2 separate regions of the Sus scrofa genome follow, and region 2 is linked to region 1. A link is a contact called in public promoter capture Hi-C data. All regions are on one chromosome and are shown on one strand. The core of a region is the stretch at or near the end of the contact, and the rest is flanking DNA. Distances in the headings are between cores, read along the strand shown. Region 1 holds the start of PPHLN1 (periphilin-1). Region 2 holds the start of TWF1 (twinfilin-1).

Region 1 (7,431 bases), core at 1,490-3,989:
CAGTAAGTGTTCAATAAAAACAAAAATGTCTCTGATACAGGAATGGAAACTAAAGTTCATTTTCTTTGTTCTTTCAGACTTAACCTATCTTTTTTTTTTTTTCCTTGTCTTTTTGCCTTTTCTAGGGCCGCTCCTGTGGCATATGGAGGTTCCCAGGCTGGGATTGGAGCTGTAGCCACCGGCCTACGCCACAGCCACAGCAACGCGGGATCCGAGCTGAGTCTGCGACATACACCACAGCTCACGGCTACGCTGGATCCTTAACCCACTGAGCAAGGCCAGGGATCAAACCCACAACCTCATGGTTCCTAGTCCGATTTGTTAACTGCTGCGCCACGACGGGAACTCCAAGACTTAACCTATCTTAATTAATAAATCAAGTACTATTTATCATGTATGCAGCATCTCTCTACTATACTTAACATCTACTCAAAATAGCAGGGAGAAGACAGCACATTTGGAAGAAAGGATTCATGTCACTCCTTTCAGTTCCTCTCAATCATTCATCTTCAGGACAGGTACAGCAGGAAATTTTGCTCTCTAAGGTAAAGCAGTAAAAGAAGATGTTGGAAGTGATTTTTTTTTTCTCTTTCAATGTCTCCAATCCTGAATTGAAAACAAATTTTATACTTGCAGAATTTAAAGGGTTAGTTAAGGGGTCTGTTTTGCTTCCATTTGGAGGTTCTTTCCTCCAAAACATCTATCCCACTATCAATTTCTCTCTTTTTATGGTGGCACCTGTGGCATATAGAAGTTCCCAGGCTAAGGGTAGAATTGGAGCTGCCAGCCTGTGCCACAGTCACAGCAATGCCAGATCCAAGCCATGTCTGCGACCTACAGCAAAGCTCATTCACCTCAATGCCTGATCTTTAATCTACTGAGCGGGGCCAGGGATTGAACATGCATCCTCATGGACACTATGCTGAGTTCTTAACCCTCTGAGCCACGATGGGAACCCTACCACTACCAGTTTCGAAAGCCAAGTAAGCAGCCGGAAAAATCAACTTGATTATGCTAGGGGTATCTTCTGTGTTTATTAAAAAAAACTTGTTATTCTCTATAAATAAATGAGAATTTTCTTTGGAAATCACAAGTATCTAATTTTTTTTCACTTACATATTCAACAGAGGTCCTTAGTATTAATGATTTAAGTGACTGTAATGTACTTAAGAATTTTGCTTAAGAGAGAACTGTTCAACTACATTTGTATCTCAAATAGAGGATTCAGTAGGTAAGAGTACTAATACAAAAACTTACCCGATATAAGTCATTGTTGGTCAGGGAAAAGGGCAAGTTGGATACATACACTGTGCTTTTACTTGGGGCTAATCCACCACTCATTTCTAAAAAAACAAACAAACCCAAAAGCAATCAAAACCAAGTATTCTTCATTCCAAGTAAAATCAATATTATTGGCAAATGTTAAATTTACATACTTTCCTAACTTCTTAGTAATACTTAGGAGCAATGACTCCAGCTGGGTGAATTAAGGAACTTCTTTTCTCCAGACACTACTTAGAGTTTTCTGGTCCTTCTTTTTATTTACTTACTTGTATTTATTTTTTTATGGCCACACCTGTGGCATATGGAAGTTCTCAGGCTGGGGTGGAATTGGAGCTGCAGCTGCTGGCCTACACCACAGCCACAGCATTGCCAGATCCTTAACCGCTGAGTGAGGCCAGGATCGAACCCACATCCTCATGGACACTAGTTGGGTTTATTACCCCTAAGTCACAAGAAACTCCTGGTCCTTCTTCCTAGTAGATTCATTACACTAATCCTTTCAGTGATGAATATGGTGTGAATGGAGAGGTGAGTTTCTAACAGATGAAGGAAAAACACTGAGGACACTCTTAAGCTCCCCTCAGGCTAAAAGCAAGAAAGTGCTTTCAGATATGCTTATTACCTTGCCTAAGCAGCTAGAAAGTGTCTAGGAGCTCAGAAGGAACCTTAGCCATTGATTTTTGCTAATTTGGCTGGGTACCTTTTTGGTTGTCATAATATTTTTCTCTGGAGTTGTGTTACCAGGAAATTTTAGCCTCATCTTTCGATGATGTAAAGAAACTTTCAAATCACTAATTTTCACATTATTGCTAATTTGAAATGATACATTATATGAATAGTTTTCAGTGCCCTGAAGGGTATTGATTTGTATATGTATTTTAAGTGTACAAATATAATCTGTAATACATTTCTATGCTATATATTACAAAGTCAGTAATAATCTGTGAGAATTACATCGGACTCAGTCAAACTCAAATTTTCGATTTTAAAAACGTGTGTGGTGGGTATTTAAGATCACAAACGACAAAATATTCTAAAATGATGTAATGGGAAAACGCGCTGATGCTCGCTTGGCACGCCGGACTTAGACAACTTCAGGAACTCAGCATCGATAGGTCGCTTTTTAAAAGCTTCCAACTGAAACTCCTCGCACGTTAGCCGTTCTGGTTAGAACGGGGAAGGCAGGCAAAGGTAAAGGTCCTGTAATTAAAAAAAGGTGTAGGGAGAGAGGGACAAGTGATTCCGGCGGCTGGGTCTGGGGAGGAGCCCGTAGGGAGAAAGGCCGCAGCCGGGGAGGAGCTTACCTTCAGGTGGGGCGGGCCCAGGAGACCCGAAAAGCGCGAGCCTCAGCTGGGGCTCAAGCCCGACAGTTCGTTGCCCCTCGCAGCTGCCTTGGCATCACGGGTCCCGGGAGGGGTCAGGTTCCGTAGATGAGAAAGTAGCAGCAGTAGCGCCTCTTCCCGGCTCCCCTTTGACCCACGCTCTGGAGGCGGGCCTAGGGGCGGGTGCTTTTGCTGACGTCTTTATGCGCGCCGGAAGTGCTGCCTGGGAGCGCGGCGACGAGCGGACGATTGTATTTACGGGGTCTCCCGGAGGCTCAGAGTCGGTGAGCGGATTTTATCATTCTGAGAGGTGGGCAGGGACAGGCGCGTGGGCCGGTACAGGGTCGTTGGCCGGTACAACTCTAAGGAATGAGCGGGCGGGTGGGCGTTTCCGCGGCGGGACCTGGAGTCTCCCGCTGCATTTGAATCGTGCAACAAACAGTTCTGCCCCTGCGGTTGAGGGTGGAGAGACTAGTGGGAGTTTGGAATAAAGAAAGTGTTGAGTCTGTGGTATAGGTTCGCTTCTGTATAGCACCATAATATGTAAAAAGAGGACTGATCTAGGTGAGTTCAATGACTCGAGATCAGTTAGGAAGTCAGTAAATTTACTGAGTGTGTTCGACGTACCCAGTTCGGTTGTAGGCACTTAAGGAGCTACAGAAAAGTGTAAAAGAGGCCTTTTGCTGCAGGATATCAGTCTTGTTGAGGAGACAAGGTCAACTTGGGGGAGACTCCGATTCACAGAATGACTCATCTTGAGTATTGGTATGGACAAATGTTAAACTTCTTAGCACTTTTTTTCCTCCTATAAATCTATAATGGGCACACACTGCTTTTTCTCTTAAGTGGCTGTAAACAGGCCCATCTTTCCTACAGAAAAATCAGAAAATAATGCAAGGTAGTTTATACTTAACTTCTACCCACCAGCACACACAGACCAGGCCTCTAACCACTCCCCGGGAGCCTGCGTGCCAGCAGCCTGGAACTCAGAGCCTCTCCTGGAGCCTGCACAGTCAATCCAGACCGAAGCTGATGTCTTCTAGAGAGACGGAAGTGCAATCCAGCCAGGGCGCTGCAGGATTTTGAGAGGCCCGAATGCCTCCGCGTCCACCAGGGGACCGCTGGGACTAATTCTCTTGGCAAACTTGTGGCCCACCAAAACTACTATGCTTCACATCCCTGTTATCCTTGGTTACCGCCCAAGATGTAAGCCCCTTTGGTCTTCTTTGCTACATCCTCATCCCCGTGCTGCTTTGTGCTCCCTCTCCCTTGATTTAGGCTATCACTGCTTCTTTCTCCTTTTCTTCCACATTTCACCCCTCGACAAAACATCTGTGCCCTCTGAAACCTTTCTTCTCTGCTTAACAAACTCTTTTACATGTTACACCTGTTTATGGAATTTTCTTCCTTCTCCTGACACTTATTTTTTCCCTCTAGCCTTTTCAATTGAGCCCATTCTCTGACACCTGCATTTAAGGCTGGGCGAAGTCTCTAGCGGTACTGAACTCATATCACTTTCTCAATAGTTTTTTCTTCCCTGAGGGTCTTTGCAAAAGTTCTTTTTTCTCTGTGGCATTTGATTTTTCCGGATCCCTACCCTACCTCTTTCTGGATAATTCGTACACCTGCTAAAGATCTCAGTTTAGTCACTTTCTCTGACTTCTCTTAGAGTTAGGTACTCTTACCAAGTGCTAAGTGCCTTCTGCTTCCCTCATAGTAGCACTTACCAGATATATCTCGATTGCTTATCTCTTTTGCTTCTGAGCTAGATTGTTCAGAAGGGACCATATCTGTCTTGTTTACTTTTGTAATTCCAGGGCCTAATAGGCAGTCCAGTATTTCTTAATTATTACAGTTGCTGCAGGTACAGTCTCAGAAGTTAGGCTGTTGATGTATCATCTCTGGACTTTAAAATGTAAAAATCTTTCAAAAGGCGTCAGCTGCTATTCAGGTACAACTGGTTGTGGCTGTGTAATTGATTGTGTGGTCCCAGTGTTACTGGAGCATCCAGTTTTTTCAAGGAAAATTGGAAATACAGTTTCTTAAAGTGTTATCTCCCAGTTTTAAAGTATGGTCAATGGAATAAAGTTTTATTAAGAAAAAAACCTTGGGCCAAACACAAGTTGTGACTTCTTATTCACTGGTTTAGAATCTGTTATAAGTTTCAGAAATGGGCTTTGTGGAGAATAATAGATTTTGAACTGGGCCTAGATGGATGTTCAAAAATTGAGACAATGGAAAGAGGTATTCCAGCTTGGGAAATAAGTCAGACAACTCCAGAGTAGTGTTTGTTACTTTATGGGACAGAGAAGAGACACAGCATGAATGATTCTTTGGGAGAGAACAGGAGGCTAGGTGAGATGATAGAGGGCACATAGGAAGGGCAGAGAAGTTTGGATTTGTTACAGTTAATTAATAAGAAACTGTTTGGGTTCTTGATCAGGGAAACCAGATCTGACTGACATATTAGCAAAATTAATTGAGTATCCTTTTTTAAAAAAGGGTGAAACGGAGAGTAAAAGACTAGAAGGTGGCTGACTAGTTGACTGTAACCTCCATCCAGAGGTGAAAAGAGATTTAGATTTGGAAATATTATACATAGTCAACATCCAGTATTTTTGTCTCTTTCAGTACTTTCTGTTACTTGATCACTTATTGAACAATCAAGAGTCTCCTACTCGAGTTCCTGTTGTGGTTCAGTGGGTTAAGAACCCGACATAGTGTCTGTGGGTATGTGGGTTCATTCCCTGGCCTCACTCAGTGGATTGAGGATCTGGTATTGCTGCAAGCTGTGGCGTAGGTTGCAGATGCGGCTCAGGTTCGACCCCTAGCCTGGGAACTCCATATGCCGCAGGTGTGGCTGTAAAAAGGAAATCTACTACTAGGTATTTAATACAGTACAGTGGGGCTTCTAAAAGACGTTTCCTTAAAGCAGTGAGAAACCAGGTAATGTAGGAAGCCATGTAACTTAGTAGAGAAGACTGTGCTTTAACAGTACTGAGTTAAGTTAAATTGCTCATTATGAAACAGCCAATGATCTCCTTTCCTCTAGCCTCTTTTGCCTGTAATCCGTTTTGAATACTGCCAGGTGAATCTTCTGAAATGACATTTTCCCCCTCATCTCATATCTAGGTTTAAAAGCCTACAGGGAACTCCTTTAGTTTTTTGCTTTGTTGTGTCCTTGAATTTGTTCTCTCTGTCCTTGCCGTTTGCTTTGTGTAGCAATGTGATAGGGTTGAAAGGGCTGGATTTTAAAGTTATAAAGGCCTGGTCTGATTCCAGGATCCATATGGCCCTGGAATTTGAGCTTTTCAGAGGCTCCATGTTTTATGTGAAATGGGAAGGATAATATATACTTCAAGGGAGTTAGTTAATGAAAACTTGTTGAATACCTATGCAGGCTCATTTCCCACTCCTTTGCAATGCGAATCTTCTGCCCTGGTCTTTTCTGTCTTTCTCATGCACATTTTATCTTCCCCAATTCCTTTCTGTTTTCCTGGATTCTGCCATTTACTATTGTTCATCTGCATTTAAACAGTCTCTCAAGATTCGATTCTGTTTACATTTTCTTGGCATTCTTAACTACCATTGCTTGCGTTTATCCCTCCCTGAGCACTGAACAATGATTAATTCCTGTGGATTATTTGCTTTATTTTGACTTTTTTTTTTTTTGGTTTTTTTAGGGCCACACCTACAGCATATGGAAGTTCCCTGGCTAAGGGTCTAGTTGGCAGCGGCAGCTGCTAGCCTGCACCGCAGCCACAGCAAAGCCGGATCCGAGCCATGTCTGCGACCTACACCACAGCTTGCAGCAGATCCTTAGCCCACTGAGCAAGGCCGAGGATTGAACCCCTGTCCTCATGGATACTAGTCAGATTCGTTACTGCTGAACCACAATGAGAACTCCTATTTTGACCATTTTAATTGGTATGTATGTTAGGTTTTTTCCCCCCCACGGACTTTAATTATAACATTCATTTTTTTTTTTTTTTTTTTTGTTTTAGATGTCTGGAATTTTAAACATTTTCAAGCAGAAATAATATTATGTAATTTTTAGATTCAAGTTGACCCTTAAAAACTTCCTGTTTTAATTTAAGATGTCAAGAATACATTTACCTTGCTTTAACATCAATGGGTCTGATCCTAAGATGAAATAAGTTTAAAATTAAAAAAAAAAAAAAAATCCCAGGCAGTTATATAGGCATTTCAGAAGACAGGGCCTAGGTATTAATATTTTTTAAAGCTCTTTAGATGATTCTAATGTACAGTCAGGTCTGAGAATCACTGCTTTAGGTGCTAGAGCTAAAGAATTTTTATTGGCACCTTTTGCTCAAAAATGAAGTGGCGTTAGTGTTGAGAAATGTGAAAGGAGCCATACTCTGGAAGTTTTCTGAATAACCAAAAGGCACAAACTAATATTTAGGTTCCTCAGAATGGCTTGTATGGTGGTCGTATGAATAATATGTTTATTTGGCCAACATTTAATAAGTACATTTACTCCATGAAGCAAGAGGAGTACAGTCATTGCCTTTCCAGTGGTGTTCAGTTTGGGAGGAGAAGAGGAAGGAAAATAAATTGAAGATAATGTTATATCGTGCTAGTTTTGCAGGGTACTTTGAGAGGCCCAAAGAAAGAACTTTATTCTTTCTGGAGAATGTAAGAAAAACTTACATTTGAGCTGAATTCTGAAGGAAGAGTAGAGGGTGAAGGCAGATAAGTAGCAGAAAGATTCTAGACGAAGAGAAAAGCGTGCCATGATATGATAGTGAGAAATAGTGGCACAGTTGCAGGACAAGGTGTAGTTTGATATGACTGGAGGTTCTGG
Region 2 (7,431 bases), core at 1,241-3,740, 1.3 Mb after region 1:
GGACTATTTTAACATATTCATTTGTGATTAAGTAGTTATAATATTAATTGTTCACACTCAAATCTAGCTGAATTAAAAGATTCTCCACCCAACAAATTCCCCTGCTTACAGCTTTATTTCAAAAGGATCAAATTATAGTTCGTTACATTCTCGCAACTTTTCCCAAATAAGAAAGGGTAGAATTATTTCAGCAGCATACACTGCAATCAAGTCAAGAAAATGGGAGAGTTTGATATCTTTCTACTCCATAATGTTAATTTACATTAATAACAATTCACAAGAAACTATTTTGGAGGGATAATCACCTGTTACTGATTTCCATTCCACAGATGCAAGCACTGACATGAGACAGAGATTATGGTACAGAAACTGAGACACAAAAAGTAAAACAGGAAGATGTCACACCAAAAAACATCTTTTTGTTTCCCTGATCATCAACCACAGAATTCAGAAGGTAAGCATGGGCCTGAGGGACATGCCAAAATGTAGAGGATTCAAGTTTAACTAAAGGCAAGTTCTGAACTTGTTTCACATTTATTAACAGTCCTAATCACTGACAATGTTTTAGAAGTTTGAAAAGATAACACCCAATATTCCAAGGACAAACAATATTTAAAAATGTTTAACTAACCATTTTCAATAGATATTTTCAGAAGCCTGTATTTTCCATTTCTTGCTCTGGCAAAGATATCTTTAACATCTTCACTTGCTGGGGAAAAAGATAAAGACAAGTAAACCTATTTTTTATATTTATGTATTAATAGTTTGTAATGCTAGAATAAGGAAAAAATGAAATACAAAGAAAAATCTTGAATATGCAGTGTTACCTTATCAGTAATTTAAATTATACAACTTAAAAGGTGTAACACAGTAGATATTGTAGATATCTACCATGTTAGATATAGTAGATACAACTAGTATATTTAATTTATGTTTTAAAGGTATATTAATTTTAATCTTCTTTGGCTAGATAATTCCATCACAAAAAATAATACTGAGAGTGAATGTATTAAAGTTTCTCAAACCCAATAAGGAACAAATCACAATTCTGAAAAAAACACCTTTATTGCTTGTTTGAAAAATGCTGAAAACATGCTTTCATTCTCTTCTGGTCCAATTTCAAGCATATGATAAATACACCTCCCCTTCATCAAGTTATTTTCTACATTTTCACATTAAAAACAAAAACGTCGGGGAACAAAAAAGAAAAAGCCAATAAAATTCATTCAAGCTTATGCTTATGATTCTACTTTTCTAGGCTGTACTTCTCAAAAAGCTGGAATAATCTCATTGAGCAAATACATATTTAATAACCTAGCCCTTGTGTTCCTATTAAAGCTTCAATTTTGTTCTAATTTTTTCTTGGGTTGTGTATTGACAGCAAAAACCACTATTTAATAGTGCTTGTTACAAGGCTCAAGCATGCAAGTCAGTAACTACATATTTATATATGGAAACTAACGCAGACAAATGAAACAATGCTTTTAGATTTGAGACTAAATATTTTGCTTGGGTTTGTGTTTGAAAGGGGAGGTGTGGGGCGGTGTCAAAGACCCTTAAAAACAAAATACAATTAGACGACATCTGAGGAAAGGATTCGTTGTCTTATTAACAGAAGAGCTTATGTTTATATTAGAACTCGTTCAGTGATCCTGAATAACCCTGGGACATATGCTTTGATTCTGATGAGGTGAGGCTTTCAACTGCCCGTTTTCAAATCAGTAAATAATACTGGGCAAATGTAACAGCACATTCAATTGCCTGCACGGGATAATTAAAGGCAGCCAGACGGATTAGACTTTTCAGTTCCCTGGGGAGTACCTAAGAAGGATCAACATGCCTCACACTCAGGATACATACAACGGTGCTGATGTTCTCATTTTGGAAGAAAATGCGGAAGAGTTTGGAAATATATAAGATTCCTGCATCCTTCTCATACTCGAAATCCTGTAACAACTCCTTTGGACCGGGAAAAAGAAAATTCGCCCGCCTCCAGCCAGCAAAAGGAGTTGCAATCGCCTCCACTGTTCCAAATCTTCCCAGCGGGATAAGAAGGAGGAAAGCTGGGCTAACGCCGGCGGCGGCGGACGGCACGCCCCCTTCACCCCGGCCGCCTCCAAAACCCAACTCCTCCGCTCGGGAGAATTTCGGGTCCGCAGGCAACGTGGCGGCGGCCGGGCCCGGGCTGGGAGGGCGGCAGGCCGGGAGCGCCCGGTCCGAGAGCGCGGAGGCCCGGATCGCCCCCGAGACGGACTCCCTGTGCTCCCCGCCCGACTCTAGCTCTGCCCGTCCTGTTGCCTGCCCGGGTCGCCCGGGGCCTCCCGGGAGCCCCTTCCCGCGGGCAATGCCGGCGCAGTTACCTTGGATGCCCGTCTGGTGGGACATGGCGGCGGCCGCGGGCTCCCGGCTCCGGCGCTGAGTTGCAGCGAGCGGCCCCGGCCGGTGGCTCCAGGAAGTGGCGGCTCCTTCGCCGGCCCCGCCTCGTCATCGGTCTGCGACCCGCCATCGCCCCGCCCCTCCCTGCGAGCCCTGCGAGCCCCGCGGCGTCCTCGCGCGCCCCCGCCGCCGCCGCTACTGCCTGCTTACTGCCACCCTCGCCCACTCCGCGCAGCCGGACTGTGGGTCCACGCCCCCGGGCCTCGATTCCTGCTCTCTGCCGGGGGATCACTCTCCTCCGTATTTGTCGCTGCTTTTCCTGCTTCAGCACGGTGACACAAAATATGATGGCTTTGGCCTCTGGGGTCTGCCTTCTAGCGACCCTGCCCTCTAGCGACCCGGCCAGCGCCGCCACTCACTGGTTCAAAGGGTGCTCAAAAAAGGAAATGAATATTTTACTGAACGCATTTCCAGCTTTAAAAGGATGTGCACATATCCTTCTTTGTTTACTCCTTCTGCGGTCTATACAATTTAACTTGAAAAGTCACTCCCTGACCCATTTTTTAAAATGATAACAGGCAGTGTCCCAACAAAGTCCCCTACGCTTTTAAATTAAGCTAATCTCAGTTAACTGCTTTTTTTAGTTGGGCACGTTTAAAGACCAGGTTTTCCTTTCTCTTCATTCTAAAAAGAGTCACTGAGAGTGAGAACATTAAGTGACTTGACTTTTCTGTGGTCAATTCTATCGTTCTAAACTGGAGCACTGTTCTGCTTTAGATTGGCCATTTACTTCTTTAATCAGGTAATTATTCAAGATTCATTAGGGTAATTTCTAAGTTCCCACAGGTGATATTATGAAAAATTATTTTTTATTTTCTGTTTTTCTGAACGTGGATTTCCCTTTCTAAGTGTAATTTTAGAAGTTACTTTTCTACTACTTTTCTAGTACTCCTAGATTATCGTTTCCTAGGTAGAAAACTCAATCTTTTTTTTTAGGACTTTGACCTGACAAGTATATGAAAGTACAGTCTCATTATCAATAAATACTTTGTACAGGCTGATATATGAATGCAAGTGAACGAAATCACTTTAAATGCAGCGTGTGTTTAATTAACTAGCAGGTGGGTAACTTTTTCTTTACGATTGTCATGGCAAACAAGTTTGCTGTGCTCTGTTCCTTATTATTTAAGCTTTGTTTCTTAAATGCAGCCTCATTCTGGAGTAAGCACAATTGAATTTTATAACTTATTTGGATTTAAGAAATGTACGGAGGAGTTTTGGTCTAACCAAATTCTTCCTGACTCAACAGTTCACCCTGATTTACCAGTTTTGATAGCAGTGTTGAGCACCTGCAATTTTTTTGCTGATTCATGTTCTGGTAACTAGGGAAAATTGTTTAGGGAAGTTGGCATTACTCAACAGTATTGATGAGAAAAAAATAACTCTCCATATTCATGCTTAGCGAAGACCTCTGCATGTTCAGCCTTGACGAGGAGGAAAGTCCAGGTATCTCAACCATTTTTAAGTGTTCAGTTCAGTAGTGTTTTTATATACATTCACCTTGTGCAGGGAATCTCCAAGACTTTTCATCTTGCAAAATTGAAACTTTATATTAACATTAAACAACTTTCTATTCCAACCCAACCTCCAGGCCCTAGCAAACAATATTCTGTATCTGTCTTTATAATTTAAATACTCTTAGTACCTCATATAAATGGAATCATACAGTATTTGTCTTTTTATGACTGGCTTATTTCACTTAGCCTAATGTCTTCAAGTTTCCTCCATGTTGTAGCATGTGAATTTCTTTCCTTTTAAAGACTAAATAATATTCCAGTGTATGTCTATGCCATATTTTGCTTATCCATTCACCCATCAATGGGCACGCAGGTTGCTTCCACTTTTTTGGCTATTATGAATAATACTGCTATGAACATGGATATATCTGTGTCCCTGCTTTCAATTCTTTGGGTTATGTACCCAGAAGTGGAGTTGCTAGTTTGTATGGTAAATCCCATTTTAATGTTTTTGAGGACACTCCGTACTCTTTTCCACTGTGGCTGTAGCATTTTACAGTCCCACAAACAGTGCACAAGGGTTCCAGTTTCTCCACATCCTTGTCAACAGTTATTACTTTCTATTTTTGTTTGTTTTTGTAGTAGTTATCCTAGTGGATTTGAGGTGGTTATCTCATTGTGGGTATGATGTACATTTCCCTAATGATTAGTGAGGTTGAGAATCTTTTTATGTATTTGTTGGCCATTTGTATGTCTTCTTTGGAGAAATGTCTATTCATTTTTAAAATGAGTTGTTTGTTTGGATATAGAGTTGTAGGGGTACTTTATATAGTCTGAATAATGACCAGATATGTGATTTGCAAATATTTTCTCCCATTCTATAGGTTTCCTTTTCATTTGGTTGATTGTGTCTCTTGGGGCACAGTTTTTTAATTTTGATGTAGTCCAGTATATTTTATTTTTGTTGTTACTCCTCTTACCTTTGTTAATCTTTTGATATCATCTAGCTTTTCTTCCCTAAGTTTCTGCAAATGTTTTACAAATATCATCTACACTTTCTCTATTCACTTTCTCACCTCTCACTCCTTAAGTCCATCGTTTCCAAACTGTGCTGGGAGCTCCTAGGGGACTGCAGACTTTGGAGGGAGACATAGTGGTACTTGATGTCTTTCTGACACCACACAAAATATTAGTTCAGGGTAGTTTACAGTTTCAATATCACATTGTTCTACATCCCTTTCCATAATGTCATTTGTCACTTGTTATTGGATTTAAGACCCACCCAGGGAGTTCTTGTGGCTCAATGGGTGAGGACCTGACATTGTCTCTAGAAGGATGCGGATTCAGTCTCTGGCCTGGCTCAGTGGGTTAAGAATCTGGTGTTGCTATAAGCTTAGCTGTGGTATAGGTTGCAGATGCTATTCAGAACTGATGTTGCTGTAGCTGTGGTATAGGCCTCAGCTACAGCTCCGATTTGACCCCTAGCTTGGGTGGGGCCATAAAAAAAATGATCCACTCAGGTACTGCAGGATGATCTCTTCATTTTAATATCCTTAAATAAATTGCATCTGCAAAGACTCTTTTTCCAAATAAGGTAACATTCACAGGTCCCAAAATTAGGATACAGACATATCTTTTGGGGGAGTTACCATTCAACCATCAACCTGCTACAAATATCTGAGGACTTTGATACTCTTGATCACTGCTTCTTCTTGATATATTCCTTTTTTTCTTTTTGACAGTGCACTAAAGTGATCTTCTTAACTTGGCTGGGCCATAGTGCCCAGAGTGTTACTGTCAAACATTATTCTGGATGTTGCTATGAGAGATGTCTGGGGGGATAAAATTAACATTTAAGTTGATAGACTTTTTTTTTTTTTTTCCCAGTTGTAACTGCAACTGCAGCATGCAGAAGTTTCCACTCCAGAGATTGAACCCACACCACAACAGTAACTAGAGCCACAACAGTAGCAATGCTGGATCCTTAAGCAGCTGAGCCACGAGAGGACTTAAGTTGGTAGACTTTGAGTAAAGCTCGTTGTCTTCCATGATATGGATACGCCTCATCCAATTAGTTGAAGATCTTCTTAGATCAAAGACTGATCTCACTAAAGCAAGGAATCCTGCCAGCAGACTGCCTTTGGACTTGAATTGAAACTTCCCTGATTCTCTATTCTGCAGGGTTATTCCCTCAGATTTTGGGCTCACCAGGTCTCCACAATTGCCTTTGCCATTTGCTTAAAATAAATCTCTCTTTCTATGTATACACACATCATTGATTTTATTTCTGTGGAGAACACTCACTAATATCCTTTAACTCCTTGTCTGTCTTCTTTACCTCATTTTGTCAACAGATGTGATAAATGAATTTATTATGTCTCAGCAAACTAATCCACTTCTAGACTTCAGTGTTTCTCAGTATGATACCATCACTTAAAAGCAGGCCCTGCCACACAAGGCTGCCTCCAGACCTAGGAGATCTTGTTTACGTTAGCCATATCTCTGGTATCAGTTACCAAATTAGCATAGGTCATAATTAAAATGCTCAAACCTGGAACTACGAGGCTGAACTCTTCCCTATTCTGTCTCTATTCAGTGAATCATTTCTTGCCAATTACTTAGCAAAGTTCAACGGAGCATTAAACAGTAGTTAATTAATGTCAAATGAATTATTCCATTTTTTCCAATCCCGCACATATGCCTCTTTCAGCTCCTCACATCCAATTATTTTTCCAAATGTTATAGATTCAACTGGTTTTGCTTCTGAAAGCAAGACTCATCTTTGGGTTCCCTTTTTTGTGTCTTCTTGCTCTATTCTTACCTTATATTGTTTTCTGCATTGGCCTCACATTTATAAATCTCTTAGTTGTGAAGTTTGTTTCCTGAAATGCTCTTCTGACCGGTCAGTCACCATACGCTGACTCTCGGTGCCTCCCCCTGCCTGCAGAATATGGTCCAAACTCCTCAACTTGACACCCAATGAATGCCCTCTGCAGTGTCTTTCCTATCTGTGCCCTATGCCTTAGTCAAACTGTAGTGCATTGTCTTCTGCTGTTTTCCTAATTTGGAAGCCAGACTCCTCACTCCCTACCTATACAACCAGCTCTCTTCTGCTGTCTTGGCCTTTTAATATTTAACCCATCCTTTGGAGTCGTAACAACTTCCATGAAGCCTTTTTTCAGTCTCAAATATATATGAAGTCTTGTTTCTTCAAATGCCTTTAGCATTTCCTGTGTCTGTCCTAGCACCTCTCTCACTCTCTCCTGTAGTCACAGATGAACATGAACTCACCCCAATCTTCCTATTAGACTGTGTAGTCCTTTATATCGAGGACTTTATCGTGTTCCTTTTTGCATCTCACATGTATTCATTTGTTCCTTCATTCAATACTTTGTTTCTCAAATTGGAGATGGAATCACTATCATAGTGCTCTGGAAACATTTCTGGAATTTAAAAGATGTTAGTGATTTTCATTTTGCATGTGGAAATGGATGTTGCTGAGTCACTTGTCCTCAGTGGAACTGTGAAATAAGGGTGC

What was found. Promoter capture Hi-C pulls out the DNA fragments that hold promoters and counts their contacts.
Region 2: a contact with region 1 is called in a promoter capture Hi-C map of liver, with 5 times the contacts expected there. The contact joins the promoter of TWF1 here to the promoter of PPHLN1 in region 1. A contact is called at or near these places in 1 of 5 promoter capture datasets (liver) and 1 of 2 datasets of contacts at active chromatin or transcription factors (skeletal muscle).

What each region holds. Positions count from the first base shown.
Region 1 is chr5:73,553,466-73,560,896 of Sscrofa11.1, forward strand. PPHLN1 (periphilin-1) reads left to right here and starts at 2,740. Exons shown (of 8, transcript XM_013997950.2): 1 at 2,740-2,890. It overlaps ZCRB1 (zinc finger CCHC-type and RNA-binding motif-containing protein 1), which reads right to left and starts at 2,775. Exons shown (of 8, transcript XM_021092556.1): 1 at 2,589-2,775; 2 at 1,258-1,343. The coding sequence starts at 1,341.
Region 2 is chr5:74,878,730-74,886,160 of Sscrofa11.1, forward strand. It overlaps TWF1 (twinfilin-1), which reads right to left and starts at 2,491. Exons shown (of 9, transcript XM_005664155.3): 1 at 2,361-2,491; 2 at 632-709. The coding sequence starts at 2,385.